2 separate regions of the Bactrocera dorsalis genome follow, and region 2 is linked to region 1. A link is a contact called in public Hi-C data. All regions are on one chromosome and are shown on one strand. The core of a region is the stretch at or near the end of the contact, and the rest is flanking DNA. Distances in the headings are between cores, read along the strand shown.

Region 1 (3,992 bases), core at 963-3,462:
CTAGAGCCATTGTTTACGTCAACGCTTTATGTGAGGTTTAATAGAGGATTATTGTCAAATAGAGAAACTTCATATCTTAGATATTTTAGCCGAGTTCTAGATAAGGCCCTTAGAAACGGAGGAGGTGTTCCAGCATCTCTCATGCTACTGCTCTATCCAACCACTTTTAATGTGATTTGACCACCTGATAATTAAGCTACACTGAAGGATTTTGTCGAAAATCACCTGACTTTGCCAAGCTGACAGCTAATTTCGTGCTACAGAGCTTTTCGCTACAATTCTAGTTCAGCTGTTGGAGTAGGTTCTTAATCCTCCCGTTATGCAGGGAGCCTCGAGTTACTATATTTGCACTAACGATTTCCTGTGCAAGATTTCGCTGACATCGGTGTACCACACCAAAGCACCGTAAAGTAGTAGAGGAATCACGGGTGACAGGCGATCGATTTTTTAATCGACTTCAACTCATGCTCTCTGAGAGCACTCGTCAGCAACTCAGTATAAGGGAACCGTGGATCGGCATTTTGTTACTTACGTACAACTGCAAAAGAAACCCCTGTTTTCGAGAATGCAATAAAACAGCTGGATATGGTCGGATGCCAAAAGCTCAGGATCGGAAGGGCACTCTCCAAGCCGTTCCCTATCAAACGAGGTTTCAGACAAGGCAACTCCCTATCATGGGACTTCTTCAATCTACTGCTGGAGAAAATAATTCGAGCTACAGAGCTAAGTCGAGAATCGAGACACAATCTTTTATAAGAGTATATAGCTGCTGGCGTACGCCGATGATGTCTTTAACATTGGCCGCAACATCTCCGTCGTTAGTTCTGCTTTTTCCAGACTGTAAAAGGAAGCGAAGCAAATATATCTGGAAGTGAACGAGGGCAAGACTCCTGTCATCAAAGAAACAGTCGTCGCACTCGGGACTGGCTCCCACGTGACTGTTGATAGTCATAACTTTGAAGTCGTAGTTAATTTCGTCTATCTTGGAACCAGTAACAACAACAATGTGAACCTCGAAATTCGACGTAGAACAACTCTTGCCAACAGGTGCTACTTCCGATTGAGTAGGAAATTGAGAAGTAAAGTTCTCTCCCGACGAACAAAAACCAAACTCTATAGTCACTCATTACTACCGTCCTCCTATATTGTGCAGAGGTATGGACGATGACAATATCTGATAAGTCGACGTTACGAGTTTTCGAGATAAAGTTTCTGCGAAAGATTTGTGGTACTTTGTGCGTTGGCCACGGCGAATTTCGCATTCGATGGAAGGATGAGCTGTATGAGATATACGATGAAATTGACATAGTTCAGCGAATTAAGAGACAGAGGCTACGCCTACTAGGTCATGTCGTGCGAATGAACGAAAACGTGTCAGCTCAGAAAGTATTCGACGCAATACCCGCCGGGGGAAGCAGAGGAAGAACCAGGTGAAGGACCTGGACCTGGCTACACTTCTCATAAGCGCTGTCTATGAAAATAAAGAAGAAGAATGTAGCTTATTTAGTTCTTTAAATCGGCTAATTGGACCCTTCTGTGTTTTCATGAAAACATGTCGTTTTGTGAAAAAGAATCGGGATCCAGAAACCCTTTTAGATTGAGACTATCTGTAGCCCACGTGTGTTGGAGATACGCATTTCAAGACCTGGTTTCGAACTCAGTTACAGAGTAGCTTTCAATACGTAAGGCCCTCGACTCTTACTGTTACTGTTACTTAAAAATAATATTTAACTTTTTACGAATATTAACTCAAAATTAATTACATAAATTATACAAATTATAAAATCGAACAAATCAACAACAAAAAGAAAATAAATGAATAAAAAATTCACGTACAAAAACAACAAAGCCAACAAAAAATTAAAAAAAATAACTCTGCAGCTGATAGTTGACCTCGTGCAAGCGTTGTTGTGCAAGTGCAAATGGTCGGTGAAAGGTGAAAAGGTGATTGTGCAAGTGCGTATAAATAAATGAATTTACATACACATAGAAATATATGCAGATGTACAGTTGTTTGTGAATGTGTGCGTGTGTGAACAAATATTGTTTAAGGCTTACCGGTGGCGGGGCGCAGTATCGCCCACACCCAGCAGTTGCTATAGCGCTAATATTGACAGAAAACTGCGAGTTAACCGAACAGTGCTGCGCTGTTCAGTTCGAGACGCTTTGCACACGTGCGCTCAACTGTCTCGCGGTCCGCAGTTGTTCAACTCTACGCTTACCAGAGCCAAGTGCCTTAATAGGCGCGAGCGTTTATACCGTTATTCCACGCTTCGGATACACAGGAAGTTGGCAAATTGAACACACAAAAGTGTTTTATTAAACAAGATTTCCACACGCGGCAATCCTCGCTGTCAGTTGCGGCCCTTACTTGTCTGTCGTGCTGAGTGCTGAGACGTTGAAATGCCTGCGAGTCACGCCCAAATGCTGCAAGAAATTAAATTAAAATGTTGCAGTTATTTATGCTGTCTTGAGAATAATAAACTGCGGTTTTTTTATATATAAATGCCATCCTTTGAAAGCTAATGATGAGAGAAATAAAATTAAATTTATGTTACTAAGATGTTTATGGGATTTCGTACGCATGAAAGGTGAGTTTACATAATGAAAGAAAATTTTCTTCAACCACGGTTGGGACACTAAGTCACTAAAACCTCTTCTTAACTTATTATAACATAATATTATTATTAATTTTCCATCCTTGCATCCAATTTGGCTTATACTCGTACAGGGTGAGCTAAAGGCTTTCTAACTTCACCAACACTGAGAAAAATGGGACAAATAAAATGAAACCTAGGTATCTATTATAATGCCACCCTCACATAAACCCTTGTCCTCATTAGCAAACAGTTGATTTTCACCAGCTTCTCTTGGGACCATCAAAATTATTCATTATAAACAGTAACAGGTTATAATTACTTGGTGCCGGGCTCGGACTATAAGGTCGTCTAGCTCTTAGAGCCGAGGCAAATCGATATGAGTGGCTAGGCGTTCTTCTAATGGATCACAATTCCTCTCATCTTGACCAAATCTGGCCACTTCTGGGCGGTTTCTTACTCCGGACGATGCAATTATTGACAGTACAAGATCCGAATTAAGAATTTGACCGTAGGCGAGAAGTTCATATCAGATGATTCCCTGCCAATCGCGCCAAAGACACACTCACTCGGCTCACCGTCAATCGAAAACGTAAGCATCAGAAATGTATTGATTTTGGTGCGATTCAGCAGCGAGTCGCAGATGGAGATTTGGTCTATAAGCTTTTTGCGTTATCTTGTGGAGCATCCCTACATCGTGCTTCGGCCAGACGTTACTAACTTGAATTAAGTCGTTCTAAACTGATCTTTAAACTCGACGATTGCCATTACTTTACCAAAAGAACTTCCACATCCCCATCCTCCAATTCAGTCACGTTAAAGTCATAAATCAGTGATTACCTGATGACAAATTATCCAATCACTCTCAAATGTGCATGTTCTGTACACTACCATGACCAAAATTATTAAGGCTTTGTTTATAATTTTTAAATTTTTTATTTATTCTTCAATATTTCCCTCGGAGTAATTCCCCTTAGCTTAATTCATTCTTCAGTATCCCCCTCAAAGTAATCCTCCCCCCCAAGAAACTTGTGCCAACGTTTTTTCCAATTTTCGAAACAGTTGTTAAAGTTCATTTCCAGAATAGCCTTACAATGTGCGTAGCGAAAAAGGTTCCTTCGGAGCGGTCGTTTGAGTTTGCTGAATAGTCGCACGGAGCTAAAGCAGGCGTATACGGTGGTTGCGGCACCATTTGGGTTGAAGATTTGGCGATAAACTCACGAAGTATCAATTCAATATGCGACGGTGCACTATCGTGGTGCAAAAATTAAGAATTGTCGGACCATAATTCCGACCTACTTTTACGAATAGCCATCGCACGACGCATAACACTTAAATAGTATACTGACAGTTTGATCGGTCGGAAGGAATTCGGAGACCACCACACATCGATAA
Region 2 (4,546 bases), core at 881-3,380, 100 kb before region 1:
TATAACTAAGTTGCCTATATGTATGTGTGTAAGTACATATGTGTCGAGGAAGGATCTTGAGGGTGGCACATAATTTTAGAATTTTCTTTTGGGGCTTGTTTCTTACAACTAAAAGTTCTTAGGACTATGAGTTAATGGGATATTAATGAGTAGGGCTGATTTCCTTGGTAAGCGGGCGCGTAGAAAAGTGGAAAAGTTTTGGCTATATTTGATGTTGTCTTAATTGTATGCAGTCATATTTGTGGTATGTATCAGAAATAGCTTTACGTTTTGAGTATGTTTTTTAAACTGTTAATATGTTTATGAAAATATTTTTTTTTGCTTATAGAAAATTTATATGGTTTTGGCTTACTCTTTAGCATTTCACTGCTCTAAAAATAAATCTTAGTAGTGTAGGCTAGATTTAGGCGCTGAAGTAGTAACCTTTACTTATAGTCAATTGGTCATAGGTTGGCTTATAAGCACTTTCCCTAGTTTGTTCTCGCTTATGAGAATATTATTGTTAATATGCTTTACTCTTTTCAATTCCTGCTCTTAATTTGAGGTGAAAAAATATTTTCTCTGCTAATTAGTTTTGCGCTTATTTGAGGTTATGTAATGATGCATATGTGAACTGAACTATGAGTATGAGTAAAGTGATGTATTATGAGCTGATAGAAAATATACATTATTTTTTCTTTGAATAATGGGTTAGTATGGCTGATATGTTTTTTATTAAGTAGTGAATGAGCCTTTTAGAATTAAATTGGCACTGCAGCGCTGCACGATCGCCTCTATATATTATTTGCACTTTGCTTTTCGCTTAAGACTTTCGTAGTGTTAGACTAACGAGCAGTACGCCCACGGCCAGATAATTACCATTGCTCTCGGAGCGCGAATAAGATGGTCGTGTGTACGATGGCAGATCGGCTGTAGTGTTATAAGCGTTCGAAGCAGGGCTTGAGTTGGATGCATAGCCGGAGGTATCACCAGCTGCTGGCAAATTGGCGGGCGCGCTGTAGACGCTTGCCGAACGTATGCCCATCTTCGATTTCCAATCTGGGCCACCGCTCGTGGAGGAAGTAGCGCCACCAGCAACGCCTGTTGCATTGTTATCGTCGGCAAGTGCACCAGCAACAGGGGCGGCATCGCTGCTCGGACCAGCTGTTGTGGTGTTTGTTGTGTTAGTATCCATGCGTGTAATGGTCTCAATGGAAGTTGAGCTGCCGTAATTGAAAGTACGGTTGTCCTTGCCGGCGCTTGGTGGCGTGGTCGAGGTTGAGTTGCGGTAGCTGCTGCTAGCGATAGCGCCAGTCGGTGGTGGCGGTGGTGGTCCAGTCGGCGGTGGTGGCGATTTAATGCCCACATTACCGTTACGATTGATGCGCGATGAAATCGAAGAGGATGAGATCGATGAAGATGATGTGGTGGATACGGCGCTACCGATAGTTTGATTGGTTGCGGAAGTTTTTAGTGCGCCCTTATCGAAGGGATTAACGCGCTCTTGTGGCTCAAAATTGGTGACTGGCTTGTATTTGTTCTCTTCTTGGAATGTATCTAAAACGCTGGAAGATGGCTTGCTGCTGTAGCTAGCAGCTGAGCTGGCGCTAACGCTCATACTGCCCGCTGTCAATGTGGAGTTCGTCGAGGTGTCCGAGCGTGCATCGTATGGCTTCTCTGCGGTCAATTTGGGTGATGGCTGTGCTGAGATCACGTCGGAGGCGACGCTTGAAGTGCTGCCGCTCACCGACTTACCACCGGCGCTTGCAAATGAGAATTGCTTGCCTAGAAACGAGCCGGTACTGATGCCGCTTATGCCACTGCCGCCTGCACTGCCAGGTCCACCGCCACCGCTGCTTGTCTCGCTAGCTGTTCTTCCGCGTTTCTTGTTCGCTAATTCCTACATGTCACCAAATATCCCCGCAAAGGTCTTACGCAAATTCTTCATTGTATCCTCCGCATCTTCAACAACGGAACTCTGAGTTTGCGGAGGACGTGTCGAGACCCTCGAGGCCGACGACACGCTCGATGCCTGCGATGTTTGTGAATCTCGACGGACCACACCGCCCGCGCTGCCAGGTACACTGGTCGGAGCCGGTGCAGTTGGCTCCTCAGGTACCTCGGAAATGCTGCTGCGACTGCTGAGACGTCCTATTGAGCCGACTGCTGGTGAAGTGCGTTCGGGTATTGGTGGTGGACCGCCCATTGGAGCTGGGCGTGGACCGGCGGGTGCCGGTGGTGTTGGTGCCATATCCTCGGTAGGACTCTCACCACGCGAGGAAATGGATGAACGTGATGGTTGACGTATACCATGTGGTGGTCCACCGGTCTGTGCCATGCTTGGCCGGCAGACGTTCTGAAATGGTTTACATGTATGAGTTGTAGTTCCAGTTCAGCTTTCCATTAATATAATATGTAATATACTCACTTGCATTCGTGCCGAGACTAAGTCGGCGATCTGGCGCCGATCTTCTTCCTGACTATCGCCAATTAGAGCGAATGTACAATCACAAGCACTTATTATGTGCTCGCGGCCGTCTTTGCCGACCACCACGGAAATGCCGCATACCTCCATGCCGCCAAAGAGCTCGGAAATCTGCAAATGTTTAAAAATTTAGTCATACAAGTTGCTAATGCACTATGCTGTGGACAAACATGCGGTTGCTGTGGTATACATGTGTTTGCAATTTGCAATTCGACCGACTTCTGTTATGCATTAATCAATTCGGGATTGCGGGCACGACTGGCCTAAAGTCTCCCTCTAATAACAACTAATGATACTGTGTTTGCCCAAATCGCAACACATTACGATTTATCGTTAGTGAGCTTAGATTGTTTATTTGTAGCTTGTATACTCATATGTAAGTATTTAATCGAATGACTGCGGTTCGCATTGCACTAACCCCACCGCTCTCCTGCTGACAAATAATACGTACATCGCTTGCTAATTCATTATTCAAAATACGCAGTTGATCGTTGTTGATATGTGGCCACAACAAACACCCCTGTTGGGCAACGTATCTGAGCTTATCGATTTACTAGTTCTAGCTATGTATGAGATGTATGACGTATACAAACTTAGAATTGTTATTGGTTGAATGACTTACACTGATAACACTGCTTAACGAATTTGAAGCAAACATTTGGGACTGGTGTGCTAAAAGGTGTCCTGCCTACGAATTTGAGTTCACTTTAGTAAATGGAGGTGGCATGACCACTACACATCTTGACTACAATAAAAACCTAACATTTTAGGAAATGTTGCAAAACGAGTAAGAAACAGCCTTTAAGAGCACAGTCGCAAAATGATGGTGAAAACTAGCGCAATTGAACCATCCCAGAGATGATATACAGAGCTTTCCAATAACAGTGATACGATTTCTTAAAAAAAAAAACACACACAAGTACCATCGATACAATTAAGTTCTGAATATAACATCATACAAATTGCCTCCACGACTTCTTTGACAGCAGCGAATTCGATGAACGCAATTTTCGAGTGCTTTTTACCCTCAATAAAGTCGTACTTCAATCTTGAAGTGAACCTGTTTTATTGCTAAAAACAAATGACTTCAAATGACTCTGAAGAAGTAATCTAATGATCTACTTGGAGGTCATTCAATATCACAATTTCGTGAAATAATCGAATTTTAAAACTTGTCTGGCCATAATTCGGTTGTTGCAAGTGCTGTGTGGCACGTAGCCCCATCTTGTTGGAACCAGATGTTGTCAAGATCGACTATACCAATTGGGGCTATAAAAAGTGAGCTATCATCGATCTAAATGTACCGCCCTCTACTGACAGTAATGGTGTCAGCAGCTTCATTTTAAAAGAAGTATGGACCGATGATGCACCAGACCAAAAACCGCACCAAACTGTCAATTTAAGTGAATAAAATTGTTGTTCATGAATAATGTGAGGATTTGCTGCGCACCTGAAATGACAGTGCGCCACTCAAATGAAAGTGATTATCGTTTTTAAGTTGTTTCAAGTGAAAATCAGCAAATTCACGACGTTTACGATGGTCTAATGGTTTCAGTTCTTGAGTTAGAACAATTTTATACAGATGCAAGCCGAAATCCTTTCTCCGCCAGGTTGTGGCTTGAGACAGCCCCAATTTTTGTGAAAGGCTTGGAATCCACAACTTGCAGTCTTCTGCAACACCTGCCTGAACGTCAGCAATATTTTCATTTCTTCGAGCGGGTCTTTGTCTTATCGCCACTTGAACATTATGTAAAGAAAAGAATTACAGATCATGACATATTAAAAATGACCGCAACGACACTTAGAAATCATATCATCCGTATTGGTAAACCAGGTATAGGTTACTAGAATATAGGAAAACTACATATGTGTCATTATGATGTTCTTAAAGCTCAAAAGAAATTGAACCAACTGAGCAAGAGCTTTAAAGCGTCCAGAAAAAAAACTGAGCTTTGCTATTAGAACTAAATTGATATGATTTTTAATTAGCCGTAAGCTTCAGAAGTTTGACTGCTGTCGGATCATTACTTTATGAATTATAACATTTGGAGTGAAGCAACTTTGGTTAAATTCTACAAAATA

Evidence for each region. A called contact is a pair of places that touch in the nucleus more often than the background predicts.
Region 2: a Hi-C map of whole body shows a contact between it and region 1, with 2.1 times the contacts expected there. The contact joins two enhancer-like sites. A contact is called at or near these places in 2 of 2 Hi-C or Micro-C datasets (both in whole body).

What each region holds. Positions count from the first base shown.
Region 1 is chr2:40,069,426-40,073,417 of ASM2337382v1, reverse strand. It overlaps LOC105224594 (synapsin), which reads right to left. Exons shown (of 14, transcript XM_049447333.1): 3 at 2,059-2,427. Among protein-coding and RNA genes, the nearest start is that of LOC125776229, 25 kb to the right of the region's middle. Within about 2 kb of position 2,212, the one cell type or tissue checked has open chromatin away from gene starts, as enhancers often do.
Region 2 is chr2:40,170,220-40,174,765 of ASM2337382v1, reverse strand. LOC105224594 (synapsin) reads right to left here. Exons shown (of 14, transcript XM_049447333.1): 12 at 2,408-2,575; 13 at 859-2,335. Among protein-coding and RNA genes, the nearest start is that of Trnam-cau, 18 kb to the left of the region's middle. Within about 2 kb of position 2,130, the one cell type or tissue checked has open chromatin away from gene starts, as enhancers often do.